Linked DNA regions of Hordeum vulgare: region 1 is linked to region 2. A link is a contact called in public Hi-C data. All regions are on one chromosome and are shown on one strand. Each heading gives the region's core, a stretch centred on a gene start, on an enhancer-like site or on the middle of the called end of the contact. The rest is flanking DNA. Distances are from core to core; before and after follow the strand shown.

Region 1 (7,575 bases), core at 4,446-6,945, 180 kb before region 2:
TACCGAGGATGCATCAGCCGGATCATTGGTAGCTGTGCCCGGACTTGCATCAATGGTCTTCTTTTGTTTCTTCACAGAAGTTTCAAGCTCTCTTGTCTGCCACTTTGGATACTTCGAAAACTCTATGTAGCAATGCATCAATGTGAAAGGCTTCTTTTTTTTAGGATCCATTTCCTTGAACAAAATGTGTGCATCGTTTGTCTGCACATATAAATATATGGTTAAAATATGCACAACACATATAAAATATTGCACAACACATATAGAATATTGCATACCTTTTCTTCTATAGTCCTTCCACTTTCTTGCCTATTTAAAATCTGCTGAAGGCAACCACAAAATTTAGAGGTCTCTCTGTTAATGAAAGTGTAACGGCAATTGATTGCATTATCATTTCGTTCCGGCCATGATGATTCCTTCTGTCTATTGTAGTACTCTGAAATTCTAGCCCAATAAGTATCTCGGTTTTGATCTGTCCCAACAATATCCAAACTTGTATTTGCCCATGCTGCTATGAGAACCTTGTCCTCATCACTAGACCAATTTTTTCCTTTGTGGGATTTTTCTTTCTCTGTTATTGCAGAACGATGCTGAGTTGATGGAGTTGGCTGCTCTCCAATTGGACTCTTTGGTTGCGTTTGTGTGCAACCAAAATCAATGATGTCCAAGAAGGCTTCGTCATCATCCATCTACAAGCAAATTTAGACCATGATCTGAATCAAATTTAATTAACAATAACTAACAAATATTTTAGTCCAAAAAGAATCGCGCTGAACTTAACTAACAATAACTAACAAATATCTGCATTCTTTGGTTGAATCAAATTGAAGCAGCAGAAGCAGCAAGTTCAGCAGCAGCAGCAGCAAGTTAGCAAGTTCAGCAGCAGGTTCAGCACTTCAGCAGCAGCAGCAGCCGCAGCGCCCCATCCAGCCCGCCTCCACCCCCGCCCCCATGCCAGCCCGCCTCCACCGCCGCCCCCATGCCAGCCCGCCTCCACCCCCGCCCCCATGCCAGCCCGCCTCCACCGCCGCCCCCATCCCGGCCGCCGCCCCCATGCCAGCCCGCCTCCACCGCCGCCCCCAGCCCGCCTCCGCCCCTGCCCCCATCCCGGCGGCGCCGGCCGCCGCCCCCATCCCGCCCGCCGCCGGCCGCGGCCCCCATCCCGCCCGCCTCCGGCCGCGGCCCCCATCCCGCCCGCCGCCGGCCGCTCCTCCCGAGCTCGGCCCCTCGTCCCCGCCCTCACGCTCGTGCGCTCGCCAGGAGAAGAAATTACCTTGCCGGCCGGAGAAGAACGCGACGACGGCGATCTGGGCGAGGTAGCGCCGCGGGACGAAGCAGCCGAGCGCACGAGCGTGGGTTGGTCGTGGATGTTTGGACGCCTCGTACCGTCGTGGCTTCGTCGTGCATATTTCCACGCCCGTTTACACGAGTCGCTGGGACTCTTTGGACTGTAAAAAACGGCTCAAATCTTGTATATTTACAATACATGTCCATATAGAGGATTCACTAGAGATGCTCTTACCTGACGGTGCTCCGACGTGCTGTAAGAGCATGGTTAATAGTACAGCCAGCTGCTGGCTATATGATGTTGACACATCATCTATAACCAAGCTTATAGCCCACAAGTACAATAGGTAGATGTAAATAAATGATACTTTATTGATAGAAGGCCCACCATCCTCTCTCACAAAGTGTCTAGGAGCACGTGTTACAGCCGGCTGTTAGTTTGTAGCCCGCTTCTCTTCTCTCTCCTCTTATCTCTCTTCCAACTCATCACAAATATATTATTTTAAGTCTTACAGCCCGCCTACGTCATCCTATTGTACTTGCTCTAAAATGAGTATGTGTATCCTTCGATTCTGTCTTTCTCTGCTGTAACCTGCTTGTGAATATGAGACGGCAAGGAATTGCATTTATTGTTGCAATGGTAGGCAGTGTTGCATTGACAACACTCTGCAGCCATGTCGACGAGATGTCTTTATAACAAAATATAAGCAGTTCCAACAATGAAAAACCCTCCTGCCTACAGGACAATAGCTTTTGTTGCAGCTCCTTGCAAAAAAAAGTTTTAACTTAACAGACGGCAAGCAAATGGGTCAGCTGCCGGGTGCTAAACCCCCATAACATGATTTTCTCACCTAGAGTGGAGGGCGAGAGATTCTCCACTATGAAATGAAACTATGAAACGGTCTTCTTCCTTCCGGAGTAACATAATATCACATCTGACAGGTCTATGGACACAGGAGGGTACTCGGAATATACAGCAGGGCAAAGCAATCCATTTCATCCATGTCGGGGGAGGATTGGCGTCGCCACATCGCTCTATTCCGGGCAGATTTCCCTGAAGATGGGCAGCCTGCGTCGGCCACTGCGGCCGTAGAGGGCCTCGGCTATGAGGTCGTCTTCCTCCTCGGTTGGCTGCGCTGCTGCAGCCATCATCTGCGCTGAAGGTGTCGCTCCAGGTTTTGGTGTCGACATAAGGTCCAGCTTGTTTCCTAGGATGACGGCACCATCTGGTGATCGGAAGTTGGAAAATGTGTGCTTGAGTTCGGGAAAACCTGGTGCACCAGTGAGCCCGCCAGCCTAAGCAACATGAACCAAGACAAAAGAGATGTTACTGCATATAGCACACTGTAGATTTCGATGAGAAAGTAAGTCAAAAAGGGAAATATTTGGGTAGTAACCAAACTAGCTTAAAATGATGCTAGTACTGTCATCTAATGGTTGTGTTGGTTTACAGGGAAGCATTCCGGCTGAAGGATGAAAAGAAGAATACCATAGCAGAGCAGGTAATGAGCAAATGGAGACAATATACAGCATTGGGTGTTTAGATAGAGGAGAATCGATTGCTCGCATACCCTTTGTGACACAAAAAGATAAAATTGTCTCTGCGTATATGAATGTGTTTAAATCCTGACACTGGAGATCCTGCTGTTGAGCTAGAAAGAAATATTCCATTTCCAAAAATTGCAACTGTACCAGAATCACCATTAACCACTTATCAGGAGCTTAATGATGGAAGAAGATCCAAAATCAAGCGCATATGTTGGTTCAAGGTAAAGGCATATAAAAACTGTACCACAACTTGACAAAGGAGCTGGATCTATAACAAGGCCGATATGCTGCAGTCTGGTGACTGACTTGATTTCAACAACATTTAAGGGCAAATTGATTTATGTTTATCTGAAACATGAGGAATTGTTTCTTCCCTGGCTAGCAATGCAAGAGTGGCTAGCTAAGGAAATGAGAAAATAATTTGGCACAGTACCAGAACAATGTAGTAACTCTTTCTCCCTATTCTAGAAGAGCAAACAAAAAGTCAATCATCTAAGAAGCCATGCCTATCTGACAAATCAGAAATTATTCTTTCCTAGCAACAATACAGAGCTAGGGAACAAGCAATTGTGCACCCGAGCTACAAGTAACTGCACTACTGAAGCAGAACCTAAACCAGCATCCATTATGACAAAGTAAGGAACTAAGTAGAATTTGCAATAGGTGGTAACTAGTAGCTCAACCTCAAATGCATTATCAAATATCACGACATCAAATTAATAAAGACCACAGCTGAACTGTTGCAGTACACTAATGGACTGTACTATGGCCATAGTCTACATACAGTATGATAAGTTGCATTAGGACATAGGAACATAGATGACACTATTCCCGAATGAAAATTGGATGGCCTGGTTCAATTTGTTTCCTGTTTTGTACATTCTCAGACAACCTTCGCTGTCAGAATGAAGTCATGCACTCATATTGTAAGTTCATAAGATTTGCAGTAGGTAGTAACTTAGTAAATTATATGCATTATCAAATATCATGGCATTAGTTTAATAAAGAACACAACATGAACTGCCATGTACAGTAAACTAATGGACTATACTATGACCATAGTCTAGTCTGATGAGTAGTGTTAGGACATAGGAACATAGTAGATGACACTATCCCCAAATGAAAATTTAAGTTGTTTCCTGTTTTGTACATCATCAGACAACCTTCACTTTCAGAAATAGGTCATGCACTCCAACGCTTATGTATATAGGTCATGCACTCCAACTCTTATGTATATACTCCAGGAGTAGTAGTATGACAGTTGACAAAGAACTAACTTGCCGCGAGACTTTTTGGGATGCAGAGGCCCAGGGATTTTTCTCTTATATTGTCCATCCAAAAGAAACAACTGACTAAATATGGAATTTTTTCCTCCTATAAACACAATATAGAATTCTGCATTGCATTGCATCACCACACCCCGAGTCTTCTCATTGTGATTAACGGGAGAAAGTATTGAAATCATGTAACCATGGCATTACAGATATCAACAGTATTGAATTATGCAAGCACAATATTATAACCAGGCTAGTAGAACAAAGGGCTAAAGACACTAACCACTACTCCAGGCATCAGTTCAATACTTCATCAGACGAGAAATGCCAGTGAAACTTAGATCTGGAGAGCAGCTTATAATCACCTGACGTTTCGACGCATAGAGGTAGGCCGCTTCATGGTCCGCCATCGCGTGCATCCGCCGCGTCCGCGCCTGCTGCTGCGGCGGCGGTGACTGCGGCGAGTAGAGGAGGCGGCGGCTGTCCAGCTCCGCGTTGGCGGAGAAGCAGGTGCGGCGGAGGCGGAGGAGGGACGCGTCGAACCCGAGGTCCAGCCCGCCCGACGAATACGAGGAAGGGGAGATGCCCCCCTGGCCGGCGGCGACGGCGTCGAAGGCCGGCGTGAGGTACGCCGAGGACGAGAGGCGGCGCTGCCGGCGCCGCGACGCCGTCTCGCCCATCCACTGGCCGCCGGGCGAGGCGGCGGCGCAGTCGAAGTCGAAGTCCATCGCTCGCTCGCTCGCGCAGAGCACCGAGGGCCGCGGCGAGATTTGTGGGGGAGTGCGGCGACAGTTCCGGGGAAAGTAAAAAAAACTGAAATTTAAAACCGAAACTGAAATTAGGGCTCCCACCGAGAGGAAATGGAGAAAAAGAATCGCCTTAAATTTCTCGGGAAGCCTGCATGCAGCCAAGCCAAGCGGGCAGCGGTTTGCGAGCTCGTGATTAGCCGCACGAGGGATCCGATGAAATTCAAAATCGCCAAGAAAAGAAAAAAGGAAAAAAAAAAAAAGATGAGAGGAATCCGATGAAGTTCAAAACCCCCCAAAAAAATGCGGCAGGAATCGACAAGAAACGGCATAGTTTATTAAGCGGGATGGCAGCGATCTCCGAAATCTACAGCGGCGCCGGACGAACAGGCGGATCAGGATCTTAGGAAATACTCCTACTCCGTACGTGCAGAGGAGGCGACAGGCACAGAAACAAGTTCAGAAGCAGATCAAATCTCGGGCTCCAGTCCTGACCTCTCCTGTCGATCCCGGGAGAATGAGAAGAGAAGTCCAGAGAAGCAGCTTTGATTGGGCAAGCAGCTGCCGGGACCCGACCAAGAACAAAAACAAAAATCCCCCAAAACCCGCCCTGAAACGCGCAGCAAAGTTGAAACCCCGGACGCGACGGTGAGGTTGGTCACCTTGTGGCCGGGTGATGGAAGCCCTTCTTCCCGTCGCGCTTGTCCAGGAAGCCGGTCACGCTCCCCCCATTGGTGCTGGGTCGGCTCGGGCGGGCGGGAAGCGAAGACGAACGAGTGAGGATACGAACCGAAGGAGGAGGAGGAGGAGGGGGCGGCCGCCGGGCCAGGTCAAGTACACGTGCCCTGCCATGATGCTTCTCCTAGGATTCCATTGGTTTGGGCTTGGCGGCATGTGTGGTAGGGGGTCCTGTACAGTCACTGGGCTTGGGCTGGTTTGTTTGACTCCCTCACTACCTTTTTATGTCTTAAAAAGAATGTACCAACCATCTGGTTGTTGTTTCTTTAGGGGTGTTTGTTTCCAGGCACTTTTTGGTGTAGGGACTAAAAAAAGTCTCAAAAAGTTTCATGTGAAACAAACAGGAGGGACTTTTAGGGACTAAAGTGGGGTGTTTGAGACTATTTGGAGAAGTACCTGTGGGAGGGACTTTTTGGGACTTTTTCCTACCCTGCCCCGCATCGCATCGCGTTATCCGCTCGCTCGTCTCCCTCCAGCCGCTCGCGTCTCTACCAGCCGCTCGCGCTCCCGCTCGCGTCTCCCACCTCGGCCGCCGCCGCCGCCGCCAGTTCCCTCGCCCGCCGCCGCCATGGATGAAGACGACGAGACGCAACTCCCCTCTCCGTTCCGCTCGCATCAACCGACATCTCAGGGCTCCTCCGCCGGCGGCAATCTGAGAAGGGGATTCGGTTTTTTTTATCTGAATAGCAACGTGGATGACTTCCCCGATTTGGGCTCCTACCAACAGCTTCTCCTTGACGAACAGGCCGTCCATGGTCCTCCTTCGGCTGGCCCTGGTCGTGGTAGGGCTGTGTCTCAGGGAGGAGGAGGCCTGACCCAGTCTGTGAGCATCGGCAGCGCTCATAGACGTCCATTTGTCGCCCCTGCCGCAGCTTCCGTTGGCGGAGGCGTCAGAGGGCGTGGGAGGCCCTTGTTCCAGGGCACTGGACGTGGTGTTGGTCGAGCCCGTGGTGCCTCATCAACTGCCATTCGAGGTGTCGCAGGATGGGGCTTTTCCATCTCTGCTTTTGTAATATTTGCTTATGAACAAGTGTTATTTAATAATATGGTCAGGGGTAACATGGTCTTTTTACATGTCATTTAATGACCTCTAGTCCTTGTTTAGTCCCTGGAAACAAACGGGTAGGGACTAGGGACTTTTAAGTTGGGACTAAAAAAAGTCCCGGGACTTTTGAAACAAACAGGGCCTTAGTGTTCGAGTAAAGATAAACGTTTAAAGAACCACTGAAGAATGTTGTTTCTTTAGTAAAGAATAGGAAGAGGGAGATCTTCAGAATTAAATATGAAAGGCTACCAGATTGGTGTGCTGATTGTGGCCATCTAGGGCACCTGCACAAGGAGTGTAGAGACGGGGTTCACCCACCCAAAGCTCTCGTCTTCAAGGACTTACGTGCTGCATGGTTCATGGGACCGGGGCGCGGGCCGGGTGAAGGAAGGGCTGGAGGAGGAACTAGAAACCAAGGAGGTCGAGGTAATGGACGCTTTGGCCGTGGTGGTCGGGGATCGGAACAAAATCATGATGATAGGTTCGTGCAGATAGATGATGCTGATGCCGATATGGAGGATGTAGACATGAACCGCAAAAGAGTAACCCTAGCCAATTCATCGTTACTTCCTGCTCCAGGAGTAGCACCATCACAGGGGGATGCCCCCATGCTATCGGATGCTTCCGTTCCAGCAAGTCCTTCGTCCAAGCATGAACCAAAGAGATATAAACCAACGTTGTCCATAGCAGAGAAGAACCATCGGAAGAGCAAGGCGGCAACTACACAAATTGATGCGCGTTTGGCGGGCCCCCAGAGTGGGTCGCGCCTAGCGCAATGAGTTGCTTAGTGTGGAACTGTCGCGGGGCTGGAAAACATGCGACAGTTCGAGAGCTTCGGGACCTCTCGAAGCAATTTGCCCCTTCTGTTGTGTGCATTCTCGAAACACAAATAGAAGGTTCCCGTGTGGAGGGTTTGGTAGGATCTCTAGGATACAAC
Region 2 (6,902 bases), core at 3,181-5,680:
TTGGGCAACCTCGCTGAAATTCTCTGATATTTCTGCATCTGCGTTAGCTTGCAAATCTGCATGAGCAGGAGAGGTGTATTCTGTACACTGAAGACTGTCATCTTTGGCAGCCTCACTCAAGTTTGCGGATGCTGGTATTTCCAAATCTGCTTTAACTCGCAGAGGTGTATGAGCAGAAGACATGGGTTCCATACATTGACGCGGGCTACCTTCGGGAGCCTCACTCAACTTTACGGGTGCCAGTGTTTCTGGACCTGCTTGAGAACGCAAAACTGTATGAGCGGGAGATGTGTATTCCATGAACTGAGACCAGCTATCTTCCGCAGCCTCGCTCAAGTCTACAGATGATGGTATTTCTACATCTGCTTTAGCTTGCAGAAGTGTATGAGCAGGAGACATGTGTTCCATACATTGAGGCAAGCTACCTTCGGCAGCCTCACTCAACTTTAGAGATGCTGGTGTTTCTGCATCTCCTTCAGCATGCAAAACGGTATGAACAGGAGACATGTATTCCATAAACTGAGACCAACTACCTTCGGCAGCCTCACTCAAGTCTACAGACGCTGGTATTTCTGCATCTGCTTTAGCCTGCTGAGCTTGAGCTGTACGAGCAGGAGAACTGTTAGCATGCAAAATTGTATGAGCAGGAGAACTGTTAGCATGCAAAATTGTATGAGCAGGAGAACTGTTAGCATGCAAAATTGTATGAGCGGGAGACATGTATTCCATAAACTGAGACCAACTACCTTCAGCAGACTCACTCAAGTCTACAGACGCTAGTATTTCTGCATCTGCTTTAGCTTGCTGAGCTTGAGCTGCAAGAGCAGGAGAACTGTATTCCATGCAATGAAGCCCCATATCTTCGGCAGCTTCGCCCAAGTTTACATAAGCTAGAATTTCTGCAACTGTTTTAGCTTCAAAGTTCAATTAATCTTCTTTGATGTGGATGGAAAGACATGTAGCTTAGTTCAGATTAAGAGCATAGGTTACCTGGGCAAGGTTCCATACTACTAGATAGTGTGTTTCCACAAAGGCTATTTTCTTCTGTGATTTGATCAACTGGGCAATTATCCATTATTTGATCAGGAGCTATTTGTGATGTTACTCCATTCTGCTCTCTGTTCATCAGAATGGTGGTGAATCAATAGCTGAGGCCATAGAATGGTAACCAAAAGGATGAGATATTATTCATTATATACCTGGACTTCTGTTCATCTTCTTCTTCATTCTCATAGGGATCAACAATTAAATCGTCGAGATCGTCTAGGAGAGAAGCTGTTCCGGACATACTGCTCTCTGACATGTCATTATCATCTTTCTTAACCAAATGATGTTGTAGTTTCTGAAAGGTCAAGCATAAAACAGTTTATTTTAAAATGTGAAGAACTACAAATATACTTCAGATCATCAAGTTGGCGATGCTATACCTGCCAGGCTTCATCCATGCTTTGGCTTGTATTTTCAGTATTTACTTTTGTTGCTAGGGAAGAAAGCAAGTCAGCTTGCTGAAGTAAAGTAGCAAGTTTTGGATCATTCCTTTTCAAAAAATTACCCTCATGCTTCACACCTGAAATTATGCACATGGAGCAGGCTCAAACATTGACAAAACACATGAATCAAGTTAAATATTCAGAATCTGGGATAATAGGCTCACAGCTCTGTTCTTCGCCATGTAATTGCTTTGTTGAGGTTTTAGTGACAAGACTCTGAGTTTTTACAATATTCACACTCTGATTGTCTGGACAAATCCTAGAAAGGGGTTGCCGAGAATCATGCCGTATGCTCTTTTCTTGTCCAAATGACTTCATATTTGGTGCTAAGTTTTCCTTGAAATCAGGATTACAAGAGCTGGTTGCAGAAAGAATGGGTTAAAATGTGCAAGTTCATTCACATAATTAACCAACAGCTTCTACTGGTACTATCTGTACCTCATGTTCTTGATAGGTGGTGAAGAGCTAGGTGCTCCACATGTGAGACCACCAGTCTGTGTCAGTACCCTCTTTGCATTAGCATTGGAGCATACTGTACTATTTTCCTCGAATAGCTCATCATCCTTGGCCCGCCTTTTGCATAACGTAGAAAATCGATTCTTCACTGCATTATCAGTTCTGTTGTAGGCAAACCAAAACATTCACATGTCAGATATGTTTCACATACTCCCTCCCTTCTGGTTTAAGGCCTGCTCATATCCCTAGATCGTCAATCCGACAAACATAATACAAATTATATATCACAAAAAGTATACCTTAGAAACTTGTTTCAAATATTAATTCAATGGTATACTCTTTGTGGCATACAACTCATATTTCATCGATCAAATGGATGATCTAGGGATACACACCCTTATAAATCAGAAGAAAGGGAGTATCTAATATTTATTACCCTTTTCACCTTACAGAAAACAGCAACCAGATGCAAGAAACTCACCTGCCCGGGACAACCTTTGCTATTTCAGTCCATTTGTTACCAAGAAGCTTTTGAGCCTGCATGACAAGTCCAAGATTAATCATTTGGTGCTGTAAGAGTTCTGCAGAAATAACTGCTACTTATGCAGGCACCAGCAAAATGCACATGCAATGTTGCAAATGTATCAGAACACAAATTGCAGCCTAATTCAAGGAATGGTAATGGCATTACAGGACTTTAAGCAATGCATATTCCATTCAAGCAGTTTGTCATCTACAAAAGAACATAGCAATCATACGTCCTACAGTCCACAAAACAAATCCATCATTTTCCCAAAGGTACGCGCTCAAGGATAGGATCCACTCTGCACACATGTTAAGCTCCTCCAAGCAAGGTTTTCGAGTCGATGAGTCGTTCTGGGGTAGCGACTCGTGATGAGTCGAGCCTGGCCGAAAACAGTGCCTCCAAGGTGACAATAATTTATCAGTTCATGTGTAAAGTATCACGGCTGGCCTTTGGCGCAAGAAACTCAACCCACTGGTGCTACATAAGGAACCAAGAGCACAGGACGCAGGGCAGGCAGAATTAGTGAGAAGAACTCTATTTTCTTAGCTTCCCTTTTTCCTCCTTGTATCTTTCGTGTTCCTCCGAATTTTGATGCCTAATCAAATGTCATTTCTAGTCTATGACCTGAACTTGATTTCTCTCTCTCTCAAATCCCCCTTCTTCATGTCATATGAGGTTGAGGACCATGAAATGAATCCTACTCCCATAGATGAAATTTGGCCTAAACAAGTTAACTATGATGCAGCTTTGCCTAATTTCAAGCAGACTCACTGTCTGCGCCTAGTAATTAAAATGCTAGAAACACATCAGGTTCTCACATCACATAAAAGCATGTCCTCTTCACGAGACCACCCGCCTTTCTTGCACTCTGTATTCAGATAATTGTACCATCTGCAGCAACAATTCAAGCGGAAAACATTTGGAATTAGCTTTGCTCATAAACGATAGGACTGAACAAATGCTATAACATTACAAAACCAGAAAAAATACAAGAAAAGAATCCCCCCCCTTTATTGGAAGAGGGAAGTACACACCTCCTCCTGCACTGTCTGGCAGTCTTATCCTTGAATTGTGTGGCTATGACTGCCCAACTATAAAAGAAAACGCCGTGTTTAATTTCGAGAAGCCTTACAGCAAGTGAAGATAGGAAACAAACAGGAGTAGACCATACTTGTCAGTTCCATGGTGCGCAATCTGAGCACGAAGCACGTCATCCTCCTACAGGGAAGAAGTTGAAAGCATCAGAAAGCAATTTAAGCATCGAGTAGAATCGCAGAGGCACTCCAAGGATAAGCTCGGAGACAGTCTAAGAGAAACTGAACTGGTAGATAAAACATTTTGTCACGGTTAACATGAGGGAAGGGGGGATTAGGCTAAGACGTCCGAGAATCAACAGTAAAAATTTCACGGTAAGCGGATTATACCCCCAAACATGCCCAAAATCGCCTCTGTTTTTTTGTTTGGTTTGCCAAACAAGAAAAGGGGAACAAGCAATTGCTACAGACGCGAAGTCCCAAATCCAATCCAATCCAATCCAAGTCAAAATCCCAAAATCCAGTAGGAAAGGGCAAACAAACGCGCACGAATTTCCCCAACCGCGAGACGCGGAAACAAAACACAGCCGGCACGCACCTCGGCGCTCCAACTCACGATGTGGCGGTCCTTCTTGGCCGCCGACGACGCGGCGGCGGCGGCGGCGTCGGCGGAGGAGGAGGAGGTCAGATCGGGGCCGGTCGCCATGGGCCCAGATCCCGCATGTTCCGCGCACGGAGCCGGCGGGGCGGGGGGCTGGGCCGGACCGGCTAGGGTTTGGAGTTTGGGCGCGAGGGACGGAATTTTCGAACTGGAGGGATGGAGAAGAAGACAGCGAGGAAGACTGGAAGAGTGCGGTGGGCGGTGGCTTGGGTGAGGGAATTTTCTTCCTCTCTCGGGAGTGGAGTGGAGTGTTTTTTTTAAAGATGGAGGGCCATGGCGTGAAAGGGGAGACGACGACCCCCTACACACCTACTGCGTGACAGCGTGTGAGTGTGGAAAACTTTGTCCGCAAAGCACGTGCAAAAGATTGCAAAGGGTACAAGAGAACCAATGCAGTAGGTCTCACCGTCCTAGCAGTAGGTGGTTATTGGCCCTGTTTGGATACTCTAACTTAGCTAGAGGTTAGAGTTAGTTTATAGCTCATGACTAACCTTAAACTAACTCTAGCCAAAGAGGTATTTGGATGATAGGGTTAGATTGACAATAGTTGTACTTGATGAAGAGAGGAAAGTGATTTTTTAATGGGTCATTACCTGGTTGATAGAGAGAGAAAAGTGACTTTTTAGTGGGCCCCATGAAAACTAGCTTCAATTAGCACCTCTTGGGTGGGTTAGTTTTTTTGGGTGGGTTAGATGCAACTAGCTACAATCTAACCCTTATGTTTGGATACTTTAGTGTTATTTGAGCCCCAACTAGCTCAAACTAACTCTAGCCTATGGATCCAAACAGGACGATTGTGGCAGTGCGTTGCTATTCGTAGAGTAGTGGTATTTATTTATTTTGAAACCATATATAATTGCCAAATAAAACATTCGGTTATCTTGTCGTTTGACCCGCTTCGACTTGCGCCTAGTGACTGCTCGAGTGATGATGTTGTTGGTAGCACAAATTTGTGGAGCATGTATATTCGCTCGTTAGGAGCCTTGGCCCACGTCCATGCAAAAGGTAGCATCCATAGTAGAAGTGGCGAATCTAGCAAGGGAGCTTCGACGAGTTCGAGTCCTTCTTCAGAAATTGAAGAAGAAAATTTACTATTATACACACATCAAGAGTTTTTGACTTTTTATACATAATTTTTATACCTTATTTAGAACAAAAAAATCAAGAGTTTTTGACTTTTTCTACACACATTTGACTTTGAGCCCTTTCTTCATTTTCTTTCATGATTCGCCGCTCATAGTAGCATTAGTGGGCGTTAGAGTTGAACAGGCTTTGACGGTATCACAAAAAAAGAGGGGTACATTGAGATGTTAATGTGATAACAATACGGTTTGGCGATAAGACAAGGGTATCTTCCACGTGCTTAAACAATAAGGGTTCAGTCAATAATGGTTGCGGTGGCTGGCAATTCTTCACTTCACAACGAGCTCGAAAGTTCTGGTCAACAAGGAGCTGGGGAGAAAAATTGACCACACTCGATATCTTAGGCATGGAGAACAAATTTCTCCTTTGCTATTCGTGATTGTGATGGATACATCCACGGGGATGATCTTGGGAGCTTCAAAGATGGGTGTCCTATCTCCTATACATGATGTCACTTCGCAAAGATGGGCGTCCTATCTCCTATACATGATGTCACTCCGCTCTCACGTGTTTCGATATTCGCGAATGAAGTGGTTCTATTCTTTAGGCTTTAGGTCATTGTCAATGCATTGGTGTTAAGATAAGGTATTAAGCACATTAGATAGTTTAGCAACTAAAGCTTCCAACCCATGGGTGCTTAGTTTGTTGTAGCTAAGCCTTCTTATTTAATGATTTTTTAACTAAAGTTACTCATGCATTGGTGGATTTATTTTATTTAAGTTTTTTGCCTAGGTTTGCGTGCTTGGCGTTGTTTTTCTATGGGGTTACCGCACTCATCTCTCTCCTCTTAATTACGTTGCTACATCAGATTTTTCGTCTACATGGCAACCTTAGCACTTGTACAAGGTGGAGCATTGGGAGAGGCCTTAGAGCATCTTCAGCCGCGCCCCCAGAACGCCCTCCCAAGTGCCTTTTTAATCGTTGTCGCTAAAAATAATCGCTCGCGTCTCCAGGACGTCATTTTGCGCCGGATTTGGCCAAAACTATTCTGGCGGTCCCAGGCCGAATCGAGCCCCACGGGGGCGCATGGGGGCATCCGGCGCTATTTTTGCATGCACAAATCTCACTGGTCAACCTCTCGCCTCTCCCTCCTCCCTTTTTCTGCTAGGCACATCATGTGCATGCAAAAAATGAATCTTTCCTTTCTCTATCTCTCTCCTCACTCGCCAGCCGGGGTGGGGCGCGACTGAGAACCCGAGCCCCTCAAGCCGTGTTTTTCGCCGGTTGGCCCCCGGGCGGCGCTATTTCGTCTCCTGAGGGCGCTTAGCCGCTGGAGATGCTCTTAGCTTCCTGATTTATACTTTGTGAGAAGCACACTAGACCTTTTCAAGAAGCTTTTTGACTGTGAGTTAATTATGTTAAATCTCAACTATCATGATCCTCGAGGAGGAGGTGAACGCCCAACACGTCACCACAATTTTGGGATGTCGCGTCACAGCCTTTCCATGAAAATACCTTGGGCTTCAACTCAGCATCAAACAACTAGCGAAGGTCAAATGGAAGCCCATGCTAGATCACGTCAATAAATTCATCCTGGCTTGGCAGAGATGTGTGATCAATCAACCTAGTAGAATGGTGTTCATCAATACTGT

Evidence for each region. Hi-C and Micro-C count contacts between places; a contact is called where the count stands out from the background.
Region 1: a Hi-C map of leaf shows a contact between it and region 2, with 2.8 times the contacts expected there. The contact joins the promoter of LOC123425208 here to the promoter of LOC123425207 in region 2. A contact is called at or near these places in 1 of 6 Hi-C or Micro-C datasets (leaf) and 1 of 1 datasets of contacts at active chromatin or transcription factors (embryo).

What each region holds. Positions count from the first base shown.
Region 1 is chr2H:83,614,047-83,621,621 of MorexV3_pseudomolecules_assembly, reverse strand. It overlaps LOC123425208, which reads right to left and starts at 5,695. Exons shown (of 3, transcript XM_045108883.1): 1 at 5,518-5,695; 2 at 4,475-4,922; 3 at 1,963-2,583. The coding sequence starts at 4,837. The coding sequence ends at 2,323. LOC123425606 (glutathione S-transferase T3-like) reads right to left here and starts at 689. Exons shown (of 2, transcript XM_045109300.1): 1 at 279-689; 2 at 1-201. The coding sequence starts at 689.
Region 2 is chr2H:83,437,777-83,444,678 of MorexV3_pseudomolecules_assembly, reverse strand. LOC123425207 reads right to left here and starts at 4,430. Exons shown (of 13, transcript XM_045108882.1): 1 at 4,105-4,430; 2 at 3,644-3,690; 3 at 3,507-3,563; 4 at 3,291-3,363; 5 at 2,428-2,483; 6 at 1,929-2,108; 7 at 1,655-1,848; 8 at 1,428-1,567; 9 at 1,200-1,342; 10 at 991-1,118; 11 at 747-905; 12 at 1-602. The coding sequence starts at 4,212.